Regions from separate parts of the Mus musculus genome. Here region 1 is linked to region 2. The links are chromatin contacts, called in public Hi-C maps. All regions are on one chromosome and are shown on one strand. The core of a region is the stretch at or near the end of the contact, and the rest is flanking DNA. Distances in the headings are between cores, read along the strand shown. Region 1 has its middle 24 kb from the start of Gm36834. Region 2 overlaps Rad51b (RAD51 paralog B).

Region 1 (5,424 bases), core at 1,239-3,738, 550 kb after region 2:
TCCTTCTCCTTCTTCTCCTCCTACTACTACTACTTCTACTTCTTCCTTCTCCTTCTCCTTCTCCTTCTTCTCCTACTACTACTACTACTTCTACTTCTTCCTTCTCCTTCTCCTTCTTCTCCTCCTCCTACTACTACTTCTACTTCTTCCTTCTCCTTCTCCTTCGCCTTCTCCTTCTTCTCCTACTACTACTACTACTTCTACTTCTTCCTTCTCCTTCTCCTTCTCCTTCTTCTCCTACTACTACTACTACTTCTACTTCTTCCTTCTCCTTCTCCTTCGCCTTCTCCTTCTTCTCCTACTACTACTTCTACTTCTTCCTTCTCCTTCTCCTTCTCCTTCTCCTTCTCCTTCTCCTTCTCCTTCTCCTTCTCTTTCTTCTACCTGAGCCAAAGCTTATCTATCCTATGTCCCACCCTGGAGAGAGTCAACTTGTTATCTTCCCAAAGGACAACTGCCTTCTCCCATGGTCCTAGGCTCTAATGAACTCCTAAGACCTGGCCCTGGTCTTTCTGAGAAGTACCAGACACCATGACAGAAGAGAGAGGGTCTGGCCAAGTCAACTGGTAGCTCCCTGGGCTACTGAGAATAGACACATCCCCACTCTCCTGGTGCTTCTGCGGCCCTTTTCGGATGTACCTAAACTAAAACTCTAGGCCCAGGAAGTCAGGCCACACCAGTGAGTGCCCCCAGGACTATTATGGGATATGGCATGGGGCTTCATCTGGGTGACAAAGGCCTCCTTTTGTGAATATGGCCAGTTGATGAATTCCAGAAAAGTCAAGGGTCCACAATATCAAGGATGAGAAAGCTTGCATGAAAAAGCTTGGTTTCCTCCTTGGATCTCATCTCTAGGGCACAGGTATCAGCATTTAGCATCATAGCACAGCCTCTCTACAAGGAGGAGGGGAAGAGCTCAGCTCTGTTTACAGAAGCGAATCTCCCGGTTCAGGGATCTACCTGGAGATTCTACTCAAGCTTTGTCCCTCCTTCCAGTGCACCTCATCAAACCATCGCCACCACTACCGCCACCTCTGCCACACACTCTGCACTTACTTGACAAAGGAACTGGCTTTGTTCTTTGATATTTCTTCTTTACCATGTCACTGTGAAATAAACACCATTATCCCCACACCCCTGATGGAGAATCTAAGACCCAGAGAAGTCACTAGCTTGGATAAAACTGTATAAAGCTTTAGAAAAAGAGTGTGTGCAGTGCCCAGGCAGCCACTTCCTGCACTGCACAACTGCTCTGGAGAAAGGCAAGAGACAGAAAAGGTGTGAGAATCTCCCCTGCAAAACAGGTCACCAAACCCAGAAGAGTGCGGAACAGTAGGGGACAGAGTAGGCAGGAAACCCCCCACAGAACCATCTGGGGACACACAGGGGATCTACTTTCCTCCGGGCCAGCCAGTTCTAGTGGAAAAACAACCTTCCAGCCTGGGGAGCCTGGCTGGGCCACCTTCTGGTCTGTCTTCCTTCAGATCTAGTTCTCTCCCCTCTGGGGCCAGGGCTTGGGGGAAGGCTCTGTGAGGCTCAAGTCTTCATCTGGCTCCCTTGAAGCCAAGCAAAGAAAAATAGCCCTTTGCCAAGATCTTTCATCCCGGCCATTTACTCTCACAGATGTTTTCTGCAATATAAACAAGAAACAAGGAATGTTGGGGAGGAAAGGAGTGTGGGAGGGGGCAGAGAAGAAGGAGTGAACTGAGAGCTTTGAAATCTGCCCTTGCAGAGAGCAGGAAGCAGAACCCCAGCAGGGTCCCTCCTGCCCTGTTGAGTGTGGGCAGTCTCAGGATCACTGTAACAGGACAAGCAGACCATTACTGCTCTGATAGGAGGTTCTGGAGAAGGCCAGCCATCACAGGCCACCCCCTCCCCCATGCCTGGGAACTACTGCGGTCTCTGAGATAAAGCGAAGTCAAGGAAATACAGCCAGGCTGAAGCCTGACCCCACCCCAGCCCCCCACTTAGCACTCCTAAAGCTGGCATGGTTCAGGGGGACCTCGAAGAACTGTGAACATGGGCAAAGGGGCGTGGCCCACACAGTGGGCATTACTAGGCTTTGGTTGTACCACAGGAAAGGGACTGTTGGGCTGGAGGAAGCTGGAAGAACACAAGCTATAGTGAGTCAGGAAATAAACCCAGGAAGCCAAATGTCTCCAAATTCAATGTTTCCCGATTTTCCTGTTGAAGTCACAAGCTTTGAAACTAACAAACCTTGGGCTGAATACTCAGATGCCTATGGGAACCAGCAGAAGCCCAAAACACAACATATAGGGGACCTAGAGATAAGCCATGACTCAGTTTCTGTTGGATTCTTTAAAGAGAGCCCAGAGATCCGTAGTTTCCCGTAAAAATCTCCTGCTTTATTTTAACAATATTTGCAATCACTAAGACAAAGACACGCCGTCGGCCACATGAGTGGAGCCCGTGGGCAGCTCTAGTTTGTAAATCACAAACAGTTGCCCAATGTTGTCGTCAGTCAGCTGAATAAATGCTAACATGTTTACTCTTCCTGCTTCTGACTTCACAAAGGGATTAGTGACAAGGTTGAAAGCCTAAACAGCAAGCTTTTATTGGGCGTCTGTCTAGTCTTTCTTTAAAATGGAGATAAAAATTCAGGTGGGTCCAGAACAGAACCTTTGTCCCAGACCTCTAGCATGTGTTTATGTCTCTGGTTGGAAGGCAGGAACCTACCGTGATGGGATTGACTGTGTGGCACAGAATGTCCAGGGGAAAGAGACACCAGGTTTCTCTGAAGAGGCCTTGTGGGGCTGAAACCATGGGGAAGGGAAAGGAATGGCCACTCCTTGCAGTGGTTTCTGAAGCTGGCAGGCTATTCATTGAACTTAGGACAAGGAGCCCAAGAGACCATCCTTTAGAGCATCCAAGGGGATGTTAGTGTGGGGGGGGGGGGTTGCACAAGCATTGTCGGAGGCTACTGAAGCAGTGCATCCATTCAGGAACTGCCCCCAAATGCCAACTTTTTCCAGCAACTTTAAAGGAAAGAAGTGCACATATTTCACATAAAGGCCTGAGTGAGTATCTGATACCCAAGATTTCACAGACATGGCTATCACTTTGAGCTCTGTGAATGCATGGAAAGAGTGGCGATTATGACTTGGCCCCAGGATTCCCAGATATCCATTCATACATTCCTTACAACATGCTGCATGGTAGTCATCATTATTCCCACAGCACAGCACAGGAAACAGACTAGTACAAAGGCTCTCTGGGACAGAAGCCCTTCAGCCACTCCTGGGAGTTGATGATGCTTGATGCAAATTACCTGTCTGGGGTTTCAGGAAAAAAGGTGTGCCACACCCAGGTCTGCCTGAACACCCAGGATCTTCCTCTATGCTGGGGAAATCTGCATTTTCAAAGATTCCCCCCAAAGTCTCTTGAAGAGAAATGCCCGTCTTGGAGTGCCAGAGATCCAAGCACTAAAGACTAGTTACTGGATGTGGTCCACCACCGCCCCCTCACCAAAGCTGATGAGCAGTAGTGTGAAGGAGATACAGAAAGCAAGCATCAGCCGTGCATTGGATATGTCGAGTCCACAGGGATTCTTTAGGCTCATGGACCTCCTGTTCATGTGATGATACTGTTTCCTCTCTAACAGTTTATGTCTCCAATACCTCTAACACAGCCAGAGTCATGTCACCACATGCTGTTCTACTAGCCACAGAATATGATCCAGTCACCCTGCCTTTAACTGACACCCACTGGTGCTTTCTTTATGGCCCTCATAGGCAAAGCCCTCCTGTATCAACACTTTTCAGATACCCAAAGACCTCACTCTTACCCTTCATATTCATCACATTTGCTCTCTTCATATGTTCTCCATGTGACCTTCTCTTACCTCGTCCATACCTCATCCCAAGTGCCATCCCATTTCTATTTTGCTTCTCCATTAAAAAATGAGGCAGAGGCTAGAGAGATGGCTCAGGAAAGGGCTTACCTCACAAGCACAAGGACCTAAGTTCAGATCTGCAATAGCCACATAAAAAGCTGGATGTGGTGATCTGTGTGTAACCCTAGCAAGGTAAAGAAGAAACTTAGATCCCTGGAGCTTGCTGAGCAATCAGCTTAATCCAATCATAGAGCTCTGGGTTTGGAGATAAACCCTGTCTCAGCAAATAGGATGGAATTGAGGAAAGGATATCAGCATCAATATCCTGCCTCCACATGAGTGCACATGAACACACACACACAAACACACACACACAAACACACACACACACACAAACACACACACACACACAAACACACACGCACACAAACACTCTAGATAGGACAGACCAATAAAGAATCCAGTAAACACACAGACTCACACATACACACACACACACACATACACACATACACACACACATACACACATACACACACTAGATAGGACAGACCAATAAAGAATCTATTAAACACACACACAAAACACAAACAAAAAACTCATGAACACACATACACAAATACTCTAGACAGGACAAACCAATAAAGAATCCAGTAAACACACAAACACACAAAACACACAAAAAACACATGAACACACACAAAACACAATAAGAAAATCATACCTTCCTTATCCAGCAGTTCCTCAGTTAATGTCGTCTAAGACTTCTCTTCTATGAATGTCACCTAAGAGCACACCAGTTTTTGTGATAGTCATACACATTGACTCACATCAAGATTGCTCTCTAAGAGCCAGCACACCCCCATACCTGAACATGGAGATTTCATTTGTTTCAGCCTCAGTGTTCCAGATGTACACTTCATCCCTTGGATTCATTGTGACTCCTTTGGCCATTCTTAGCCCACATTATGAGACCTCTGAGGATCCCAGCTCTGTTACACAACGTTTCAGCTACTGTGAGCAACAAGTAAGCAAGCCTAGCCCCTGACTAGTCTTCCCCAGCTTGGGTGAAAGGTCACAGAGAAAGGCTATGAGAGGGCTCAGGGATACTACTGGATCCCTGTCTAGGCTGACACGGCATGTATCAACAGCCTTGAGGCCAGTCTTGTAGCACCTCCCCAGCCACTCTGCTTATGTGATCTTCCAGATGGCTCTGTCCTCGTCTAATGACTTCTGTGATGCCTTGGGGGCTCCAGCTGAAGGGTTCGAGCCAGAATCTGATAAAGGGCAACTGGCAGGTTATTTATTTCTTTTCTTGGTGTATATATACTGACTCCTAACAATTAGCATTCTCTCTTATAGTCTTTAGAAACCATCCCTTTGCCTCTTAAAGAATTCCCATGAACCCCCCAAAGTAAGAACATTCACCCAGTAGGTTTGTTCATCTGTTATTTGAACACATTCATTTACCCTTAGTTCCTTTCTCCATCAACCCACCATGACGCCAGGAGACTGGTATCGTGGACAGGGCTTCAGTTGTGTTCATCCAGTAGGAGACGCCAACAAGAGAC
Region 2 (5,681 bases), core at 2,680-5,179:
TTTGAGGTTTAATATTAAAGGGGGAAAAGAAAAGAACCAGCCGGGCGGTGGTGGTGCATGCCTTTAATCCCAGCACTCGGGAGGCAGAGGCAGGCGGATTTCTGAGTTCGAGGCTAGCCTGGTCTACAAAGTGAGTTCCAGGACAGCCAGGGCTACACAGAGAAACCCTGTCTCAAAAACACCAAAAAAAAAAAAAAAAAAAAAAAAAAAAGAAAGAAAGAAAAGAACCATCTTCTTGAGGAATGGAATATTTTCAACTGAACCATTATGTAAAACCATTATGTAAAAAATGTGTTTAGCATGTCAGCACATTTTAATCAGTGTAAAGGCTGCTTTGAAAGTGATAGGGAAATATTTGTCTAGCGTTCAGCCCTCCAGTGCCTAGATACAAGCATACAAGGGAGGAAGTGAGTGTTATAATATTTAGATAGTAACGCTAATCACAGCATTCATTAGGTATTTAATAGAGGCTTGAGTTAGACCTACCTAGAACTTATAAGACAGAAGTCGGTTTGGATTCAGTCACCTGGACACGTGCTAGCTGTTAGACTTTGAGCTGGCCTTATGGGAGTGCGAGAGACACCAGGGTGGATAGAGGTTTCACTGGTCCAGCTGAGGTCTCCAGACCCTCTGCCTTCACATGGCGCTATGGCACGCACATGTATACATTTGCGTCATGGCCACACAGTAATAACGCATGTAATTTTATAAAGTGATAATCGGGTTAGTGTTTAGTCTCTGCTTGCCTTCTGCTGCTTCCAGCATGGTTTTGTTATTTGAAGTGAAAACTTGACTCATTCGGTTCCATTTAGATTTCAATTTTACACTTTAACTCCCATCTTCTGATAATCGTATGTGGGGGCGCATGTGTGTAAAACATCAAAGTGTCTGTGCAAAGAAATGTACCCAGAGAAGGGCCAGCTCCCTTCTTTGCTGTTTCATCCCTGTAACTTCAGTTTCGCTTTTACCCTTCCTGTGCTTGTTTCTCCTCATGGTGTCTAGATTTATGTGAGCATATCCTTGATTTTTGTCTTCGTCTTTACACAGAGTGTTAGTCTGAGATTTTACTTGATAATGTATCTTTAAATTATTTCCTATAAATCCATGGGAGGTTTCTTTTTTCCAATTCTTCTTTATAAAATAATAGTGCTCCACTGTGCAGGACACCATGGAAAGGTGACACTCCCACACCGAGCACCAATCTTGAGCTTATCCCCACCCCCAAATACATTACAAGAAATTAGGAGAATTGGTCGGGTCTCAGTGAGAACAGTAAATTATTAAAATTCCTCTAAACTCAACAAGTTAGGAAAGAACAGATGTTCCTGTCAAGTGAGAAGAGCTGTTCTGCATATGGAGGCACCGGCTTAAGTGATCTGTAATATCGTCTTCATACTTAATGTTAAAAACACAATTGGTGATTCAGATCTGTAACCCCAGCTTGGAGAGGCTGAGATAGGAGCACCACAAGTTCAGAGCTTTCCTGGGCTACTCTGAGTTCAAGACTCCTTAGTACAGTCTTGTCTCAACATAAAAATAAGTTGGGGAAGGGAGGGTTGGGGGGTTGCAGCTGAGATGTAGCTTGGTGGTAGAGCCCTAGGTTCAATCCCAGTTTAAAAAAACAAAACAAAACAAAACAAAACAAAATCAAACTCTTGTCAAATATCCAGTACAGTAAATATGAATACATAAACATTTTATCCTCTTTTAAGGACAATTTTGCCTTTAAGGTTAAAGAATTTTTCCCAAAATGTAAATAGTAAACAATTTAAACTAATGCTATTTATCTGCAGATCAGCAAGAATTATCAGGTTTCTCCAACACTCATTCTTTTGTAAATAAACAAGTAAATACTCTCTCATCCCCAGAATCATTTAATCAAGAGAAGACATGTAATACAGCCAAAAATCAGTAAGCTACACTAGATATAGGAATCTTTAAAAATGAAGGATTTGATTTTTGGCCCTCGTTTGAGTGATCTCACATGTTAAATAAACAGGATGTCAGTACTCAGGAGCCTTAACGTTTCTGGTCAGGTGTTTCTGGGGTTGTGTCTTTGCTGAGTTGTGAGGTGAAGTATTGTGGTCATCCACGACTTAAAAACCCTGCAGATAGAGGGTCATGGCGTCATGTTGTTGCTCAATGCTGGCACTGGCTCTGAAGTCTCGAAACGCCGAGAGATCTTGGAAGCTACACACCATCACTCTGACCAGACCCTGGTGATCCTGTAGATCAGCTTTGACTTGTGTGGAAGAGGACTGCATATGAGCTGGAGACTACCTTCAATGACTTACAAAAGTGCCTTTAAAATATTACCCAAGTGGCTTCCAGGGTTGTCGTTTCTTTCAATTAACAAAGCCTTTTCTTATTTTCCTTTCAGCTCAGTACTAAATCCCAGTGTTTGCTGAGGAAATATTGATTAATTTGAGTGGGGCAGGCTCAAAACCACGAACACTGAATGGCCCTAGATCTGGGTGGGAACTGTTTAAACTTATTTTACAGCACAAGAGATAAGATGACTCTTTAAAAGACAGCAGAGGAAGAAAGAGGAGGGCTTTCAAGAGAAGATGTAAGCCATCATTGGTGACCTTTGACTCTTCCAACATAATCAGCAGACCTGCCTTTCTGAGTTCTAGAGTGTGTTTATGGAAACTTCAGTAAACATGCTTTCAATGCCATTCGCTGACGTTTAAACATACGCTTGCAGCTTTAATGAAGTTTAAAGTTGTGTATAACTTCCTGAAAAGTTTTACAAATTAGTTTGGATATAGGAGATGGGACTTGAAATCAAAATCATGCTATAAAAGTTGGGCAGCCTTAAATTTTTCATCCAACACATAAAACATGTCAAACACGTTTAAAACCACTTGAGAAGGAAGTCTGAATATACTGTCCGTGTAATCTCGAGGGCCTTTCAGAGTCTCTCAGATGTGCTCTGCGTTCTTTTCTCATTGAGTAGAGTCACTGGTGGTTGCTGTATTCATTGTTCTAAAATCAGTAAATGATGCAAAGAAAACCCACTATCTTTTCAACTTAAAAATAGTATTTCCTTTTAGATTTTTGTCAACCAAATCACTTTCAGTTTTCTTTTTCTTTCTTCCCCCACCCCGCTTTGAGACAGAGTCTTGTCTCTCGTGTAGCTCAGCAGACCTCAGACTTGTAACCCTCCTAACCTACACCTCAGGGGCTGGGATTCTACTCACCGTCCCTGGCTCTCATAGGGAAACGTGTGTATGAAAACCAGTGGGACTAAACAAGAGGTGTATGTGTCTTTTAAGACATTGCTGTGTAGCCCACACTAATCTTAAACTTGTAATCCTCCTGCCTCGGCCTCCTGAATACTGAGATTTAGAGGCATGAACTATTATGTTTGGGTTTCAGCAAAAACTTTATGCCTATGTTGTTATGTGGCCTTCAGTTTTACTCACAGTATGCTGAAGGGAGGGTGTTTGCCTCTCAGTGAGATCATTGGAGCAGGTCAGGATTTTTTTTTTTAAACTTAAGTGTGATAAAAAGTACATGACTTGTATTGATCTGTTTTCTTTTATAATAACAGAATATCAGAGGCTTGGTACTAAGTTTAAAAAAAAAACGAAGTTTACTTAGCTAACAGTTTTGAGATTGGCAGCTGAGATCAGATGGCCTGCTGATTTGACTCTGGTGAGCATGTCTCTGGCTGTGTCAAGGTGTGACTAGTTGCCTTAATGGCGGGAATTGTGTAAAAGAGAGAGCTCGTGTGACGACAGGAATTTGGAAAGCATGGAAGGGCCAAGAATGCTGCTTTATAACACTTTCCCAAGAGAACTCATCAAGGTTTCATGATTTTGTTTTGTTTTGTTTTTAATTTGGAGTGCTGGGATGGAACATTACAATTCAGGCCTCAGGCTGCAGTCCACTGACCTCTGAAGAATGTGTGTCTCATAACCATCCCCGTGGTCAATTATAAAACATCTCCATCTTGTCAGAGAATGTCCTTGTGCCTCTGTGATGCAGTCCCCACCCTGTCCCCAGACAACAATAGGATCCTTCTTGATCACAGGAGGATAGTTTTGTAAGTTTTAGAATCCCAAGTGAATGGACTCAATGGTATATATCCTTTTGTGTCTGGCTTCTGCTCTGTTCGGGGATAATTTGTGGCATGTCTGAGTTGTTTGTTCATCTTTTTAAAAAGATCCCTGCATAGTACACTCTGTACAAACAGGCTGTCATTTATTGCCTTATGTACTAACAGACATTCTGCTCATCTTTATTTTGGAATTACAGATAAAGGGTTCTTAATTTGTGAGTGTCTTTCATAAATGCAAGCTTTAATTGCTTCAGTGAATACTTGGAAGTATGTTGCTGGGTCTATGGTGAATTATAGTCAATTTACCAGCAAGTGATGAGCTGTTGGCAGTGGTCACTCTGTTGCTGACTAATGCTGTGCGCCCTGTTGCCATTCTTTTATCTTTTTTTAATTCTAGTGTGTGCAAAGCAACATCTCATTGAGTTTTAACATGTGTTTTATTATTGACTGATAACATTGAAACAACCTTTTTCTGTATGTAAGACCTTTTAGGCTTTTTGGTGTGAAGTTCCAAAGCTTTGGCTGGCTTGGGTTATCATATTTGAAATCATCCCTAGATATCACTCATGATGCCTTCTTTTATCCAGTGTACCTTCAGTTTCTTCATGGCATTTGTTGAAGAGCACCAGGCTTCAAATTTGTTGAAGTCTGATTTATTAGTGCGTATGGTTATGGGGCCTTAATGTCGTGAAATTCATTTTTCATCAAGAGTTACAGTAAACTGAAAGTGTGTGTGTGTGTGGTGAAAGTGTGTGTGGGGGTAATGTGTGTTGGGGGATAAGTAGTCAGAAAATAGTTCCTATTAATGCCTTGTGTCTGACTTTATTGGAATGAAGTCTTTTTACTTATTTTGAAATGTTAATATTATTAAAGAGAACTCCTCTCTTCCTTTTTTTCTGTTCAGTTCTTTCTGTTTTTTTCTTTTCCAGTTTACCTTCTACTCTTCCAGGAACACTCTCCTCTGTTTACATTGTTAGTCCATGTGGTGCGGCATTTGCCTCAGTTTTGGTTTGATGGAGAAGCCTTTGCTATTCCCTCAAACTTCGTCAGCCTTGACCCCCTTGATACTTGTCGGCTTTGAGAACATGTGCTTTATTTTAAAGCTTTTTCCTTTAGTTTAATGTCCGTGGATTTTTTTATTGTATACATGTTGGTGCGCCATGTGTGAGCAGTGCCCCTGGAGGTCAAAAGAGAGTGTTAGATCCTCTCGGGCTGAACGTACAGTTGATTGTGAGCCACCATGTAAGTATTGAATTTCTGTTGAAAATTCTGCTTATAACACCTATATCAGTAGGAAAAAAACTAGAAAATACTCCAGTCAGTCAGATACAGTTGTTAATAGAGAATTTCCTAAGTCAAAGAGCAATAGTGAAATTTAATAGAAATATGCTAATCTGTAATACATTTATATCCAAAGTCATTATTTTTCAGATTTAAAAGGCACATTCAAAATTTGCATTTTAAACGTTGTTTTGTTTAACAACAATGCCTGATGCTGTGTGTCTGGGTGGAAACAGGAAGTGGCAGGGTCGGTTAAGTATAACTCAGTATTATGACATCAGAAGCTTAGAGTGGACAGTGGGCTTGTTTGACTTCTTTTTTTGTTTGTTTGTTT

Evidence for each region. A called contact is a pair of places that touch in the nucleus more often than the background predicts.
Region 1: a contact with region 2 is called in a Hi-C map of uterus, with 6 times the contacts expected there. The contact joins two enhancer-like sites. A contact is called at or near these places in 1 of 15 datasets of contacts at CTCF or cohesin (pro-B cells), 2 of 484 Hi-C or Micro-C datasets (B cells and uterus) and 1 of 115 datasets of contacts at active chromatin or transcription factors (large pre-B cells).

Annotation. Positions count from the first base shown.
Region 1 is chr12:79,992,408-79,997,831 of GRCm38.p6, forward strand. No RefSeq gene overlaps it. Among named protein-coding and RNA genes, the nearest start is that of Gm36834, 24 kb to the right of the region's middle. Within about 2 kb of position 2,489, at least 61 of the 459 cell types and tissues checked have an H3K27ac peak or open chromatin away from gene starts, as enhancers often do. A contact at or near this core is called in uterus, where this site is marked.
Region 2 is chr12:79,439,257-79,444,937 of GRCm38.p6, forward strand. The region is part of intron 7 of Rad51b (RAD51 paralog B); the gene reads left to right. Among named protein-coding and RNA genes, the nearest start is that of Rad51b, 140 kb to the left of the region's middle. Within about 2 kb of position 3,930, at least 46 of the 459 cell types and tissues checked have an H3K27ac peak or open chromatin away from gene starts, as enhancers often do. A contact at or near this core is called in uterus, where this site is marked.